3 separate regions of the Mus musculus genome follow, and all the other regions are linked to region 1. The links are chromatin contacts, called in public HiChIP or PLAC-seq and capture Hi-C maps. All regions are on one chromosome and are shown on one strand. The core of a region is the stretch at or near the end of the contact, and the rest is flanking DNA. Distances in the headings are between cores, read along the strand shown.

Region 1 (4,991 bases), core at 1,173-3,672:
AGAAACCATAAAATTGCTGCCAGAATCTTAGAAATAGCAAGCCTTTAAGATTACAGGAAGGGGGGGGGGGGTACCATCCCTCGTCCTGTCCTAGGAATTGAGTGAAGATGGCAAAGGCGACCTAATCCTGAAAGCAAAACTTCAGGTGGCACCATTTGAAATCCCTTTTGTGAAAAAAAAAAATCCTCTGTGGGAAAACACGGTTCTGTTTGTTTCTAAATTAACGCATTCACCAAGGCAAAGCAAATCTAGATGATTTTACTGCCTCCCAAAGCCCTCCATCCCTAGGTCAGGGCGCCAGCAACCAGAAAATGCACATGGAAGAAATTAAAACTGAACCTAAATCAAGACGAGAGTAGGAAGCAATAGAAAAATGCATTTTAAAAGAGTAGCTGTTATCATGGAAATAAAGAAAATCCCCCTCCGCAGCAGGTCCGGGCTGGATTTCTACAAATAAATGTAAATTTACCCTCCCAGCAAAGCAATCTCTCCACCTTAAAAAAGCTAGGGCCGAGGTGAAACTTGTTTTAAGCATACTGCATGCAGCCTCTTAGGGGGCCTGGGTGGAAGTAGGTTTCTGGGCTCTTTTTCTTTTCTCTCTCTCTCTTTCTCTTTTTCAAGAAAGCCGTCAGAAACCTGAATCCCAAAGAGAAGCAAAACATCTCGCCCGTAGGAGGTGGAATGGTCACTCTAGGTTCGAAATCAGAAACCTATTTTGACACCACATTCCTGAAAACTTCGGCCTTTCGAAGGCCAGTCCCGCCACCATTATTACGGGAATGAGTTAGTTGTCTGGAGCACTAGGCTGTTTCGCTGGCTTGGTACTCGGAGTGTCATCTCATCAGTTCCTAATTGAGTGGGCCTTCTTCGCCAAGAAGATGAGAATAACGGCGCGATAGGATCTCCAGGTGGTTGCTGTCTAGCAATTTTTACAACTGTGGGTTATTAGTAGCATCGTCAGAAATCCTTATCAGCCAAAGGCAATTAATCTACAACCCTAGGGAAGGCCAAAAGACGCAGGGGGAAAAAAATGGAAACCCTATTCACCTTGCCCTTCCCAGCGAAGGCACACACAAACCAGAAATTACACAGCGGACAAGAGGCGACCAATGGCCGCAAGAGCGGAAAGAAAAAGAGTCCCCAGAAGGACTGGAGCGGGGGATCCGCCAGATCAGCCCCTCCCCTCCCCCAAAGCGGCAGGGCAGGGAGAGCGAGCCCCGGTTGCTGGGCCGCCCGGACCCCAACAGTCCTGCGGCCCAGGCGGACAATCTACCTTCGCTCCCTCGCCCACTCGTGCGCCTGGTCTCCAGGACGCTGGGAGGTTTCAAGAGGGTGGAGTGGGGGAGCCTTGGAGAATGCCCCGAGCCGGGCGGGACCGCTGCCTAGGGATGGGAACACAAAGAGGAAAGGGGAGTTTGCAGGAGTGACGAGTGAAAACAAATCTGCGAAGGAAGAGAGTGCAAACTGGGGAAGGAAGCGCGGATAGAGCAGAGAATCCCCAGCCAACAAGAAAGGAGCCGGGGCCGAGAAGAGGGGGAAAGTGGGTGCGGGGCAGAGGCTCTGCAGAAGAGGGCAGCGGCAAATGAGTACACGGGACAGAGAGCACTGGATGTGGTGAAGTCTGCAGGAACCGAGAGGTCCCACAGCCCGCTTGGGCACTCCGTGCAGCGGCCCAGGGCTCTGCGCAGCGGGAGAGCGCTGCAAGTGAGGCGGCGCGAAGGGGGTCGCTTACCTGCATGGTGACCACCCCCAGCTCCTCGGCAGCCAGCCTCCGCATCTGGCTCGCCAGCACTTGCGCCTCGTCCAGGATGGAGAAGTCGGCGTCGGCCACGGCGCCCAAGATCCAGCATGCCACAAGGCAGAGCAGCCAAAGGGGCGGCCGCGGGGCCCCAGGCCAGCCAGGGCAGCGAGGACAGCGGCGGACCACAGCGGCCGGCCTTACGGTCTCCTCTTCCTCCGGCTCGCGGGCCATGCCGCCTCCGGCCACTCCCGCCGACGGGATTCGGGCGCTGGCCGCGGGAGGCGCAGCCCGCCAAACTTTCCTCGTCTCCTGCGCTCTCGGCTCCACGGCGCGGCGGCTGTAGCTGGAAAACTTAGGGGGCGCCCGGCTGCAGCGCGGGCGCGCGGGCGGCCACCATCGCCCGGCGGCAGCGGCTCGAAGACCGCGGCGCCCGCAGGCCGGGCGGGCGGCTGAGAGCACCGGCGGAGCGGCGCCGCCTTCGCTTTCCCGAGTCCCGGCGCAGCCCGGAGACGGCGGCGGCGCCACCAGTGTAGGCGCGGCGAGGCGACCGGGGCGGTCTCCCGGCGAGGAGGGAGAGGGAGGTTTAAAAGACCGAAGTGAGAGAAGAGAAAGGAAAGAAAGCGGCGGGGAAAAGGGAGGTGTCTGGTGCCACCACGCTGCGCTCCGGCTCCGTACACTTCCCGGCTCCGCCGCTGCCGCTGCAGCGGTGATTTATGGAAAGAGGAGGGAGGCGGGGAAAGTCCCGCGCTCGCCCCTCCTCTCCCTCCTTGCACGGGGCGACGCCCTGGGACGCTGGGGGCCCGGGATACTGGGGGACCTCGCTTGCACAGGACCCTTCTGGCCTGAGAAGGGGATCATTTGAGACCTTCCCATAGCTGGCCACGCGACCGCCCCCACCCCCTGACTCGGCCCGTGCAGGAGATCTCGGGTCCCAAGTGTTACAGGTTCCACCCACCCACCACCCAAAGTCCCTTTTAAGTTCGAGAACTCGGGCTTTCTGCCTGACCCAGACCTAGGAAGGGAGCAACTGTCTTTAGAGCTTTAACTCCCTTTCCTCATTTTTTATTAGTAACAATAGCTCGCCCTCGTGGGCACAGCGGACTTGGTTTGTAACCAGCTATCATGTGGCCAGCACAATACTCTGAGGTCTACATTCAGTGTGTGTGACTCATTATCCTTTAATCCCAGGACGAGGCTAAGAGGTTGTATCTTGATCCTGAATTTTCAGGTAACAAACTCCGAGCCTTAGGGAGTTGCAACAAATAGCTGAAGGTCACCCAGGGATAAGCTACTGACCCAGAGTTTAAGCACAAGTATTACTTTCAGGCCTGTGCTCTGACCTTCCACTGGATGTTTCTCTCTCTCTCTCTCTCTCTCTCTCTCTCTCTCTCTCTCTCTCTCTCTCCTCCCTCCCTCCTTCCCTCCCTCCCTCCCTCCCTCCTGCCCTCTCTCTTTGTGTTTGTGTGTATAAATCCATCTGACTCCATTACAGGCAAAAATAACAAATAAAAAATAAAAACGAAAACAAAGCTGAAGTTGAGCTCATAGCATCCTCCTGCTTTCATAAGCATGGCAGGTATGGCTCCTGAGTACTGGATCAGGCTCTCTGAGAGCCACCATAGAGAAACAAGTGTGTGCTGCAGGGCGAGTGTCCCTGTATAAAGCATTCATTCACTTTCCTATAGACTATGAATGTGCTGCTTCAAGAGTCCTAGAAACTACAGCTATGGGTAGGCAAATGTGAGGGGAGGGGGTAACTGAGAATGCCCCCCACCATACTCTTATGTTTGAGTACTTGGTCCCCAATTTGGGGCTGTTTGGGAACAATTAGAAGGTGTGGTCATTTTGGAGGAGTGTGCCACTAGGGATGGTCTTTGAGGTTTAAAAAAAACATTCTGGAGAGATGGCTTAGCGGTTAAGACCACTGACTGTTCTTCCGAAGGTTCAGAGTTCAAATCCCAGCAACCACATGGTGGCTCACAACCATCCATAATGAGATCTGATGCCCTCTTCTGGGGTGTCTGAAGACAGCTACAGTGTACTTATGTGTAATAAATAAACAAATCTTTAAAAAAAAATTCTCAGTTAGCTCTCTCTGCCCCAGGACTGTGTCTGGACACGTGAACTCTCAGCTACTGCTCCAGAAACATGCCTGTCTTTCATCATGCCCCCCCCCCCACATCCCCTCTATGATAGCCATGGATTCTAACTCCCTGAAACCATGAGCCCCAAATAAAACATTTTATTTTATGAGTCGTCTTGGTCATGATGTCTTATCATGGCAATAGAAAAGTAACAAATACAACAGGTTATAGGGTTTGCCTACGTTAACTACCAGAGGCGGAGCAGGAAAACAAAACTAGTTATTCTTTGCTTTACTTGATAGTAACGCCTTCCAGTTTCTCTCTTTGATTTTTAAGAACTCAGTCATAGCCAGGCAGTGGTGGCACAAACCTTTGATCTCAGCACTTGGGAGGCAGAGACAGGCAGATTTCTGAGTGTGAGGCCAACCTGGTGGTCTACAGAGTGAGTTCCATGACAGCCAGGGCTATACAGAGAAACCCTGTCTCAAAAAGAAAAAAAAAAAATCTTAGTAATAAAAACTGAGCTTCTGAGCTGAAGAAAGAACTCAGTTAATAAGATGCCTACTAGGTGCAAGCATGAGAACATGAATTTTGATCCCAGCACCCAAGTAAATACTAGGCATGATGGTGTTTCTCTGTAACAAGGTGTAGGTGAAGGGACAGCAGAGATGTGTGGACCCAGCTTAGCCAACCTGAGCTCTGGACTCAGTGAGAAACCCTGTCACAAAAAAAAACCTTAAGTGGAGAGTGACTGAGGACAACACCCAAGGCCGACTTCTGTCCTCTGCCCTCTTCTACCATCTCCATCAAGCACAGGATACACACCTGTGCAGCTTCTCTCAGAAGCATCCCGAGGGCCTATCTTACCTCACTGGGATCATTTCCCTAATTTTTTCTTTGCCCGTTTCTATGGTTTCTGTCCTTTTAGCATGTTTTCATTGGGCAGCACCTGTAACAGCCCTAGCTTGGCAGGGCCATCATCTACTACTACCTGTGCTATTTATGATGTTTGTTTTACTAGGGTGGGCTTCGTGAATGCAGAATCCTGTCACCTCTACACCATTTGCATAGGCACATAGTATATCCTGGAAAATGCGGTAAAGAGCCTGTGTGTTTGGACCTGTTGTTGCATCATGGGATATGCATGCTACTCTCTCATCTCCACA
Region 2 (4,991 bases), core at 843-3,342, 490 kb before region 1:
CCAAACATATGCAGTTGGATGCATGGTGTGCAACAAGGGGAGAAATATTACTGAAAGTCTTCGTCATAACAAATGTTTTTATAAGAACAGCAAGCTTTCTATATATAGTAATAGAGAGACAGACAGACAGACACACAGACAGTACAATTCATAACAGGTGCATCTGAGCCAAAGTGCTTCAGGTGTTGCTTGCTGGCAGTGTGTGTTGTGACAGTCCTTACAGGTCCAAGTGTGTGTTCAGAACCAAGGCTGCAATGACATAGTTGGACACAATGGGCAGGCATGGCTAGAAATACCTCAGATTCATTATGTTTGATTTTTAAATTATCTTCGGGTTGTTACACATTTTAGAAACCTTTTACTTAATGACAATTTTGTGAGCACCCCACACTAAATCATGAAAAAAACCACAGGTTTGTAACAGGGCCCTAGACCTTAGCACAACGGACTCCATGATGGAAGTGCTATTCAGGGTATAAAACTCACCACGTAGACACTACCACCTGCTAAAAATGAAAACAAAGGCCCAATCCATCAAAGGCCATGGTTCTGGGAAAGTCTCTGAGTGTGCTAACCTTGCTTTTTGGCATCTGTAGCTCTGCGTCTGGCTAACTGTTCTTGTTAACTGAAGTATGTCAACCCAGGGCATGGTTCTTGTGCTTACAAGCTCACCCTGAGAAAGACTCCGGTCTACACTGGGATCCTGAACACCCACTGTAGTTGCTGGTCAGCTAAGAAAGTCTTTCTAAAGGCTTAAGCCCATGTCTGATCAGGTCTTCTCTGGCAAACACCCCACAAGTTTAAGATGCCAGAATGGAAGACACCTGAGAGCTACAGGGTTTTGTTTGTTTATTTTGTTTTTGTGGATAGGATAAGACTGAACAAACCTACTGTGAAAGATTATGATAATGAAAACTCAAAAGCACTGGACACAGATTAGGTAGGAATGGATGTTAATTCTTATTACTCTTTTCCATAGTTTGTTTCTCTCCCCTGCTCCTTTTGGAGCTCTTACACCACAGAACAGAGGCTGGGCCTGAAGAAACTCGTGGAAGCCGGAGGTTTTGTTTCTGGTTAAGTCCTCATGATGGTTAGTATTGTCAGTTTGACTATTAGAATCACCTAGGAGATCAGCTATACCTGTGAGGGATTGTTTAGATTAGGTTACCCCTTGGCCATGCCCTTCAACATTACCTAGATTAGGGTCTCCTAGAAGACTTGCTTTGCGCAGGGATTCTGTAGACTAGTCTATCCCCTTGGCTGTGCCCTTGAGGATTATCTAGATTAGGGTAATGGAGATAAGATCCACTTTATCTGTGGGCAGAACCATTCCATGGACTGTGGTCCTGGATTTAATACCCAGGAGAAAGCTAACACAAGAATTCATCCTCTCTTCTTCCTGAGCATGCGCGCAATGTGACTTTCCACCTCAAGTTTCTGTCATCACGACTTCTCATCATGATGGTCTGTGTTCGCTCCAACTGTACAGGGTAATAAACTCTTTTTTCCTTAAATTACTTTTGTCAAATATTTTATCGCAACAACTGACAAAGTGACTTTCGTTCTTGCTAGGCAAGTCTTTCCAGAACCATCTTCTAGAGTGGCTGGGATGGGGCAGATGTAAACACACAGGGCACGGATAATGCCTCCAAGGGCACAGGTTGCTCCAGAGGGCAAATTCTTATTCCCTGCGTGAGTGATTTCATCGCTCCTCTCCTCTCCTCCCTTCCCCTCCCCTCCCCTCTCCTCCCCTCCCCTCCCCTCCCCTCCCCTCCCCTCTTCTCTTCTCTTCTCTTCTTTTTTTCTTTTTCTTTTTTTTTTGGCGGGGTGGGGGGACAGGTCATTTCACAGAGATCCACCTGTCTCTGCCTCCCGGAGTGTTGGGATTAAAGAAGTGTGCCAGTATGTCCAGTTTGAGTTCAATTCTCACAAGCTACTTGGTAAGCGGAAGCGAGCGGAGACACTTGCTGGAGTGCGAGCCTGGGCAGGCGGGGACTCCAAGGTCCTCAGTCTTGGGTCTTGGCTCTGTCCAATTGTAGGAGCAGCTTCTGACGTCACGGGGGCTGGGCCGTACAAGGGGCGTGATCGTTCAGAGTTGGAGGGGCGGGGCGCCGGTGCGTTTTTAGAGCGCAGGCCGCCGCAGCCGCGGAGTAGCCGGCAGCCGCTGACGCGCCGCGGGGTCCGCGCCCAGCCTCGCTCGTCCTTTCGGTGCCTCTCCTTAGCCGCGGGTGTCCACGCCGGACCCTGCACGGCAGGCTGAGTTGCCTGCCAGACTCCTGACCCAGATCGACCCTGCGCCAAGGAGCCGCGCGGCCCGGCGCACACGGAAGTGGTGAGTGTCCCGGTGGGGAGGTGGAGACCGCCGTGGCCAGCTCGGGGACCGTGAGAGGGGCGCGGAGCCGGGCGGCCGAGCGGCCAGGGCGGCCGGGGCGGGGATTTCCAGGCGGCGGGGCTGCCGGGAGGCGAGGGAGGGCCGCTCCGCTAACAGCGGCCCGCTCCGCCGACATCCTGTTTATGGCCCCGCGGCCTGCGCGCCGACGGCCTCTGGCGCCGCAACAGCCCGGACCGCAGGACTCGCCGAGGGTCGTGGCCCGCGTTCACCCCTGGTCAGCTCTTGCGGGGGTGGGGGACTTTTGGGGTTTGGGTCTGCGTGGGGGCGCGCCCCGGGAACTCCGAACCGCAGCTTGCCGGAATGTAGCATGATGGAGGGCCATGGGTGAAGGGAATGGGGAGAGACGACTATAGGTCCTACCCGAAGGGACCCGATTCATCGAAACTGGGACCAGTGTCTGTGGCTCCCCAACTCCTGGCTCCGGTTCCGCGCGAACGAACGCCCCCGTCGACTCAGAAGCAGTAGGCACCCCTCTGGAGACACTCCCAGGCTCCTAGGATGATGAGTGTTTATGAAGGGAGTTCTTTAGGGAGACTAGACCAGAGGTGTGGTTATCTCCTGGTGCCTGTGTGCCCCCTTCGGAGGTGTATCCTCTGTGATTTCTCGGGAACTAGGACTGGGCCCTAATAGTCTTAATTCATGGCTGTGACCTGTCTTCTGCCTCTGCTTGGATACATCAGTATCCATGCTATTAAAATTCCTCCCCAGTCATAGAGCTCAGTCGCAGGTATTTACGGTAGTATAAAATTACCTTTACTTCTTTCAGGGAAGAAGGCATTAAAAACTTGGGCCGTTAAATAAGTAGAATGCTGAGACAGATAAAATTATCTAGTCTTTGGGTGTTGCCTTCCCCGTTTAAAAAGAAAATGTTTGAGTTACGGGTGGTGTAAAAAACTTTTTTCTTTTTCTTTTTAAATGAACATTTTGCATTGATTAAATTTTTATACCTTCCCTTTCTAAAAACCACATTTTGTGTTGCCTATTGCTTTTGCTTGTGGGGACTCTGATGTTTTCCAAGTACTGGAATTTGGGGCTATGTGGAGCAACTATGATCTTGTTCAAAATGTCAGTCAGTAGTACCCAAGTTGAGAGATCATGTGTGGTTACCAGGTAAAAAATTAGACTTGGGGCCCTGTGTGCAAAGTCATTTCATCCCTGGCTTCAGTTTTCCAACATCTAGGGGATACTTTTTTATTGAGTGATCGGTTTGTTCTCTTGTGCATCATGGTGAAGGTTAATGGAGACTGCAGGCCAGCATTTAGACAGTTCTGGTATAACATGCTTTATAAAATGGAATAAATGCCTCTTCTGTATGGATTGAGATCATGTAGAAAGAAACAGATACATCATCCTAGAGGGAGTGTGAACATTACAAATAGTAATCATAACTTAATTCTAGTATCATATTAACTTGAACTGTATTTCAGTTTGTCTACACTGCTGTACTTTTTAGGGGAGGGAGTTGCTTAGATTTTTTTTGTTATCCTTTACAGTGAATACAGCTAGTTCTGTTTCAGTCCCATTTCACAGCACACAATTTACTGGCTTTGGGAAAAGATGTTAGAAAGAGAATAAATTAGGTATTGGTACAATAGCAAATACATTTCCTAACATATTCTATTTTGTTGTAATTTAGGCAGGTGTTAGTATCAGTCTGTCTTACCCAGAAGATCATTATCTTTCTGGCCACTTGGTAGCCACCCTTTACAGATTTAAGGTGCTAGGAGGAGTTAGGCTGTAAAAATACTTTAATTCGGACACCTGCTATAAAAAGCTAGTGAAAAATATGGAGTTTTGAGGATAGGGTTGCTTTTACGGGAATGTGCTTGCCTTAAATTACACAAGGGAACTTAACCTCAGGGCTTTTAAAAAGGACTGTGAGGTCTGCCAGTTTGGAGAGGTTTGACTTTATGAACGGTAGTGATTCGAAAGAAGACTGACTGATTTCAACAGCACATTACCAGCTACAGATTTTAATGTTGTCTGAAGACATCATTCTGTTTATTCTGAATAATTTAAGTAACACATATATTTGTAGAGAAATACAAATGAAGCAACTACGTAGAATATATGTAGATTTAAACTCATTTTTATACAGAGAACACTATAAATAATTGTACTAATCGAAAACAATTTACAGCTGAGCAAAGGTCAGACAGGATCTGTGTTTTCTAGCTGCCAGACTTTCTGTGCTTTCTTTTTTCCCACTGAGGACACATATTCTCTATATCCTTAGTATAATTTAGTGAGATGATACACTGCTAGATTTACTGTCTGAGATGTATACACACACACACACACACACACACACACACACACACACACACACACACACACACATATTTTTTTCAAGACAGGGTTTCTCTGTGTAGCCCTGGCAGTCCTGGCTGACCAGGCTGGCCTTGAACTCACAAATCTGCCTGCCTCTGCCTCCCAAGTGCTGGGATTAAAGGCGTGTGCCACCATTGCCTGTCGAGATGTGCGTATTTTTACAAAGCATTTTTAAAAAAATAATTTTTACGAGGCTGGAGAGATGGTTCAGTGGTTAATAGCACTGGCAACTCTTTAGAGGACCCAGATTCCGTTTCCAACACCCCAC
Region 3 (4,991 bases), core at 805-3,304, 370 kb before region 1:
CCTTCATACCCTTCACCTTCAGGTCTTGGGCCCTAGGCTTCAATGAATGAATGAATGAATGAATGAATGAATGAATGAAAACGTGCACTTGGCTCTCTCCAAACTCCTATCTGAGGGCTTTCCTCAGTTACTGGAGAGGAGTCGGTAGGAAAGGCACTTGGCAACAAGAGTCATGTCCTGGGCTCTACCTCTGGGGGCCACACAGTCCTCTGACCTCCACAAGCAGGCCATGACGTGTGCCCTTCCATCCCTGTGCACAAAATAAGCATTTTAAAAAATTTCAAATGCACTTGAAACAAAGCTCACCCTAGCCCTGTGATGCTACCCAGCTGCAGCTTTGGGAGCCAGTAGCTCGCCCTGCAGATGCAGCACACCCAGGTACTTTCTGCACCGTAGCACATTTAAAGTTCAAAACGCTGTCCCAGGACAGCAGGGAATTTAGAATGTAACATGCTACTAGCAGAGTGTGGTGGCAGATACCTTCAAGTCCCAGCACTGTTAAGGATCCCAGCTTTTAGAAGGCAGAGGCAGAGGGATGTCTGAATTTATGGCCAGCCAAGGTACACGGTAAGATCATGTCTCAACAAAACAAAACAATTTAAAAGTTGTGGGCTGGAGAGATGGTTTCATGGTAAGAAAACACTTGCTGCTCTTGCAGAGGACCAGGTTCAGGTTCCAGCAACCACACTAGGGAGCTCATCACCTTCTCAATGTCCAGATTCAAGAGTTAGACTCCCTCTGCTGGGCTCCATAGTCACCTGCAGCCATGCAGTATAAACACTGACAAGCAGTCTCTCTCTGTGTGTCTCTGTCTCTCTCTCACAGACAGACAGACAGACACACACACACACACACACACACACAAAGTATAACCTGCTGATTTGGTGAAATTGCACCAGCACAAGAACATCCCGTCAGGTTGCTTTCACAACACTTCACTAGGCCTCATCCAAGAGCCGTCGCTCCCCCGCCCCCCAGGATGGGCCCTTTCCAGAAAACATTCATCTTCAGCAGGATTCTCCTCAGGATGAGGTGAAACCGCCTATCATGATTCTTCCTGGGCTCTGATCTTTGGAACCACGATGTGAGGAGGCGGCTTCCTGAGTGCTGTAGTTATGATGTCAACAATTTCCACTCCCCTCTAGCCTCCCGCGGGGGAGCCCGGCATCTTCACTCTTAGCTAGTCAGCTATCTCACCAAGAAGATGAGAAATCCAGAGAGTTGACAATGACTACTGGACTCCTGGCCCTCAACCCTTGGCATCTCAACCTCCCACATAATTTGTGACAACATTCTCCCTGACATCCAGATTCCTGAGATAGATGGCCAATCAGCAATGAACATCATACGGGACCAGCCAGGCAAACTAAATCTCCTCCCAGCCCCCCAAAACCCATTCTACCCGCGTTCCTACCCATCTCAGCCAGTGACAATTCCATTTTTCCAGGTCCTAAACCTATGTTCTGGCCTTCCTATGTTCTTTAGTCATAGCTTAGAATAAAATCCTAAGTACACAAAGGACCTAACAAGGTCCTACCTGTCTGCCCTGTCCCCACCCACTGAGACTTCTCCATTTCCATCTTGCCCCAGCCTCTCCTGCTGGGCGCTCTCCCTCCCTTTGTTCCTTTAACAAGGTACCAAGTTTGTCTCATGCATCTCTGCACTGGCTGTTCCTACTTGTGGGACTGTATGACACCGACAACTGTGTATCTATAAGACTCACATTTGCCCCCAAAACTCACCTGGCAAGTCACTGTGTCACATTTTTCAAAAATGAAAACCACCCGGAAAGTCTCAGTGGCCACAACTGTGTAAGTTAGACACCTTAAGTTCATTTAATGGTACAAAGGAATGTCCTGTGTCACATAACATGATGTGCTCTTGCACTGTTTGCCCACTAGATGGCAGCATTAGGCTCTCTAAGGAGAGACCGAGACGCTTCATTGCTTTTTAGTTCATTTTTGGGTTTGCGGCCACCCTAACTCATCACACATTCTGTAGCCGATTCCCTGGGTTGGACGGCCAGCTTCCCAGCAGGAAAGATCCATGTAACCAGGGAAACACAAGACTATGGCTTGGCAGTGCAAAGGACTCCTGCCAGTGAGCCAGGCGGCTGCCCCAAGCCAAGTGTGGAAAGAAAAACCCAAATCTCAGTTTAATGGTCAGGGAAAACGGTGAAGGGATTCCTAAATTATCCTTCATATTACTGAAACTAATGATTACGCCATGCTGAAAAGGTACTTTTTCTACTTCAATAAAAGGGGGCAGGAAGGAATATTCTATTGTTTTGTCAGATTGTAGTTAGAGGCTATACTCGGGCATTAAATATTTAATAAGCTGGCTCATGGGCTCCTGTAACATGGACGTATAACACCCATCTGATGCAGACAGACCTGTTCATCTTTACCTCAGACTCTGAAATATCAAACTGTCTATAGCTATCCAAATTAAAAAGATCTTTCAGCTAATAATGCTATTAGACTTTAAAATAACTCCATTTGTTTCTGGCTTCATTTTTCATCGTCCACTTCAAATATCTAGGACATGTAATTTTGGGAAAAATCAGCTGCATCTCAGTGTTGAGTACAGTAACTATAGCCAGGGATGTGGGGAGGTAACTACTTAAAATCAGCTGCATCTCAGTGTTGAGTACAGTAACTATAGCCAGGGACGTGGGGAGGTAGCTACTTAAAATCAGTTGCATCTCAGTGTTGAGTAACTACAGCCAGGGACGAGGGGAGGTAGCCACTTAAAACTGGCTTCTAAGGAGCTCTAGATTGGAACACGCCGGGTTAACGTGGTTACGGTACGCACTTTGGAACTTCAGGAACACTAAGTAAATATGCTTCCTCTATTTAGGATAACTAAGGTTTGTTTCTAAACTACCACACTCCAGGGCTGGCAGGATGGCTCAACAGTTAAAAGCGTGTATACTGCTCTTACAGAGAATGTAAGGTCCGCTCCTAGCCCCACACTGGTCGGCTCCAAGAGAATCTGGTTCACCCTCCCTGCCTCTGCAGGCACCTGCTTACATGCACATACTCTGACACAAACACATATGCATATAAGTAACAAGTAAACACTGAACATATCGTTAGTCCAGTGTTTGTTTCTATGTACAGAGCTGGAAGACTCAGTCTGACCCCAGAGTATCCCCGCACTGCCAGTGACAGCCGCTGACTCTCCGTCTGACCCCAGAGTATCCCCGCACTGCCAGCGACAGCCGCTGACTCTTCCTCTGCACTCCCAGAGCAGTCATCTGACTTTCCCTACAGATTTACTTATTCTGAACACTGCACATAAACAGAATCATACATGTGGCCTCTTTGGCTTACTTCACTTAGCATGCTTTTGTGGTTCATCATGCTGCTCATTTGCTTGCTAACTTGTAGACAACTGGGCCTTTCCATTTTGGCTGTTAGAGATAATTTACCGTAAACATTAGTGTATAAACTGGTATGTAGATACATTCAAATTCTCTTAGCACATATCTACAAGTCAAACTCTTAGTTTGAGGAATGCTAACTTTTACTGACAGTTCACCATGCCTTTGCCCATATAGCTGTGACTCTTTTTCCTTCCAGTTTCTTGGTGTGGGTCATCTCATATGACCTACATTCCATGCTTGTCACTCTTATCCCTGCTGACATCTGCTGCAGTCCCTTAATGAAGTTTTTATTATGTTGACAGCCTGCTTGGTGTGGCCCAGCTCCCACACTGCCCAAGGTCGTTCTTTACATATGACTCACTTTAATTCTTTATACCGTCGTCTCCTAAGTCCAACACCCAGGAGACCTTATGAGCATTTTGTATTACCTGCTTCCCCTGTGCACGGTGTCTTAGTCAATGTTCTATTGTTGACATCATGACCATGGGAACTTTTATAAAGGAAAACATTTAACTGGGGCTGGCTTACAGTGTCAGAGGTTTAGTTCCTTGTCATCATGGCAGGAAGCATGGCAGAGACGGTGCTGAGGAACAACATGGCAGAGATGGTGCCGAGAGATCTACATCTGGCTTGGCAGGCAGCAGGAAGAGAGACAAGAGGCCTGTCTTCAACAATTGAAACCCAAAGCCACACCTACTCCAAAAGACCACACCTCCTAATCATTGTCAAGTACTGCCACTCCCTAATGACCACGCATTCAAATCTATGAGTCGATGAGGGTCACTGCTATTCAAACCACCACATTTCCTGACTTGTCTGATTCCTCTCTCTCTCTCTCTCCCTCTCTCTCTCTCTCTCTCTCTCTCTCTCTTTCTGTTCTATTGATTTTTCTGTTGTTGTTGAAAACTGAAGATCATTTAAATGAAATGATGTGGTGACTGGAAATGAATCTACAAACCCCTCTCTTTTGTTACTGTTCAGTAGCTTCTTTTGAACTTGTGAAAAGTCAGTTCTCCTGGCTGTGTGAACTGCTGTTATCTGTTAATGGCTACCCTATAGATTGCGATGCACATTCATGCACAATGCAGAAACCTTCAAATCCCTATTTCACTTGCTCCATTCTGGCCCTGGCATTAGGGCTGTAAGATAACTATCTGCATGCATTACAGTGTCAACGATGCTCTGTACTGGTTCCCTATGAACTCAAAGGGGGGAAACAGTTGTCATCTGCACATTTTATCAGTCCTGACAGTGGCTCTCGCTGCTGGAGAGGCTGCTAGACACCATGTGATGTCCAGGGAAGGCCCAGCAATTATTCAACCCCAGATGACACTGGTGCCAAGGCTGCAGTCTCTGAGACAATACGCATTGTTGTTACCCCGTTACTGTCTAGATCATCTCTCTGTAAGTCTGACTCCTGTACACGATCGTGAGTTCCTGATTTACGAGAGGGGACTCTGCTCATGAGATCTGTGTTTTTTGAAGAAAATTTTGATCGTTCGTTTTTCAAACATTTTATACTCCATTAACCGCATCTCCTCCACTGATATGCACTTCTAGCTGCTTGGTCTGCTCCCGGGGCTCTGAAGAGCCTGCTCACTGG

The links. HiChIP or PLAC-seq counts read pairs in DNA pulled down with a chosen protein or histone mark. Capture Hi-C pulls out chosen DNA fragments and counts their contacts.
Region 2: a capture Hi-C map of embryonic stem cells shows a contact between it and region 1, with 2.9 times the contacts expected there. The contact joins the promoter of Jak1 here to the promoter of Cachd1 in region 1. A contact is called at or near these places in 5 of 484 Hi-C or Micro-C datasets (embryonic stem cells and uterus), 3 of 115 datasets of contacts at active chromatin or transcription factors (all in embryonic stem cells) and 2 of 9 other capture datasets (adipose tissue and embryonic stem cells).
Region 3: an H3K4me3 HiChIP or PLAC-seq map of neural progenitor cells shows a contact between it and region 1, with 14 times the contacts expected there. The contact joins the enhancer-like site here to the promoter of Cachd1 in region 1. A contact is called at or near these places in 4 of 39 promoter capture datasets (the 3T3-L1 cell line, frontonasal cranial neural crest, hippocampal neurons and 1 more), 1 of 15 datasets of contacts at CTCF or cohesin (the NIH/3T3 cell line), 22 of 484 Hi-C or Micro-C datasets (the C2C12 cell line, cerebellum, cerebral cortex and 16 more), 18 of 115 datasets of contacts at active chromatin or transcription factors (astrocytes, craniofacial prominence, differentiating embryonic stem cells and 11 more) and 1 of 9 other capture datasets (embryonic stem cells).

Annotation. Positions count from the first base shown.
Region 1 is chr4:100,774,110-100,779,100 of GRCm38.p6, reverse strand. It overlaps Cachd1 (cache domain containing 1), which reads right to left and starts at 2,422. Exons shown (of 27, transcript NM_198037.1): 1 at 1,733-2,422. The coding sequence starts at 1,972.
Region 2 is chr4:101,262,383-101,267,373 of GRCm38.p6, reverse strand. Jak1 (Janus kinase 1) reads left to right here and starts at 2,092. Exons shown (of 25, transcript NM_146145.2): 1 at 2,092-2,332.
Region 3 is chr4:101,143,209-101,148,199 of GRCm38.p6, reverse strand. The region is part of intron 11 of Raver2 (ribonucleoprotein, PTB-binding 2); the gene reads right to left. Among named protein-coding and RNA genes, the nearest start is that of Gm24468, 41 kb to the left of the region's middle. Within about 2 kb of position 2,054, at least 33 of the 459 cell types and tissues checked have an H3K27ac peak or open chromatin away from gene starts, as enhancers often do. A contact at or near this core is called in neural progenitor cells, stem cell-derived neural stem cells and stem cell-derived neurons, where this site is marked.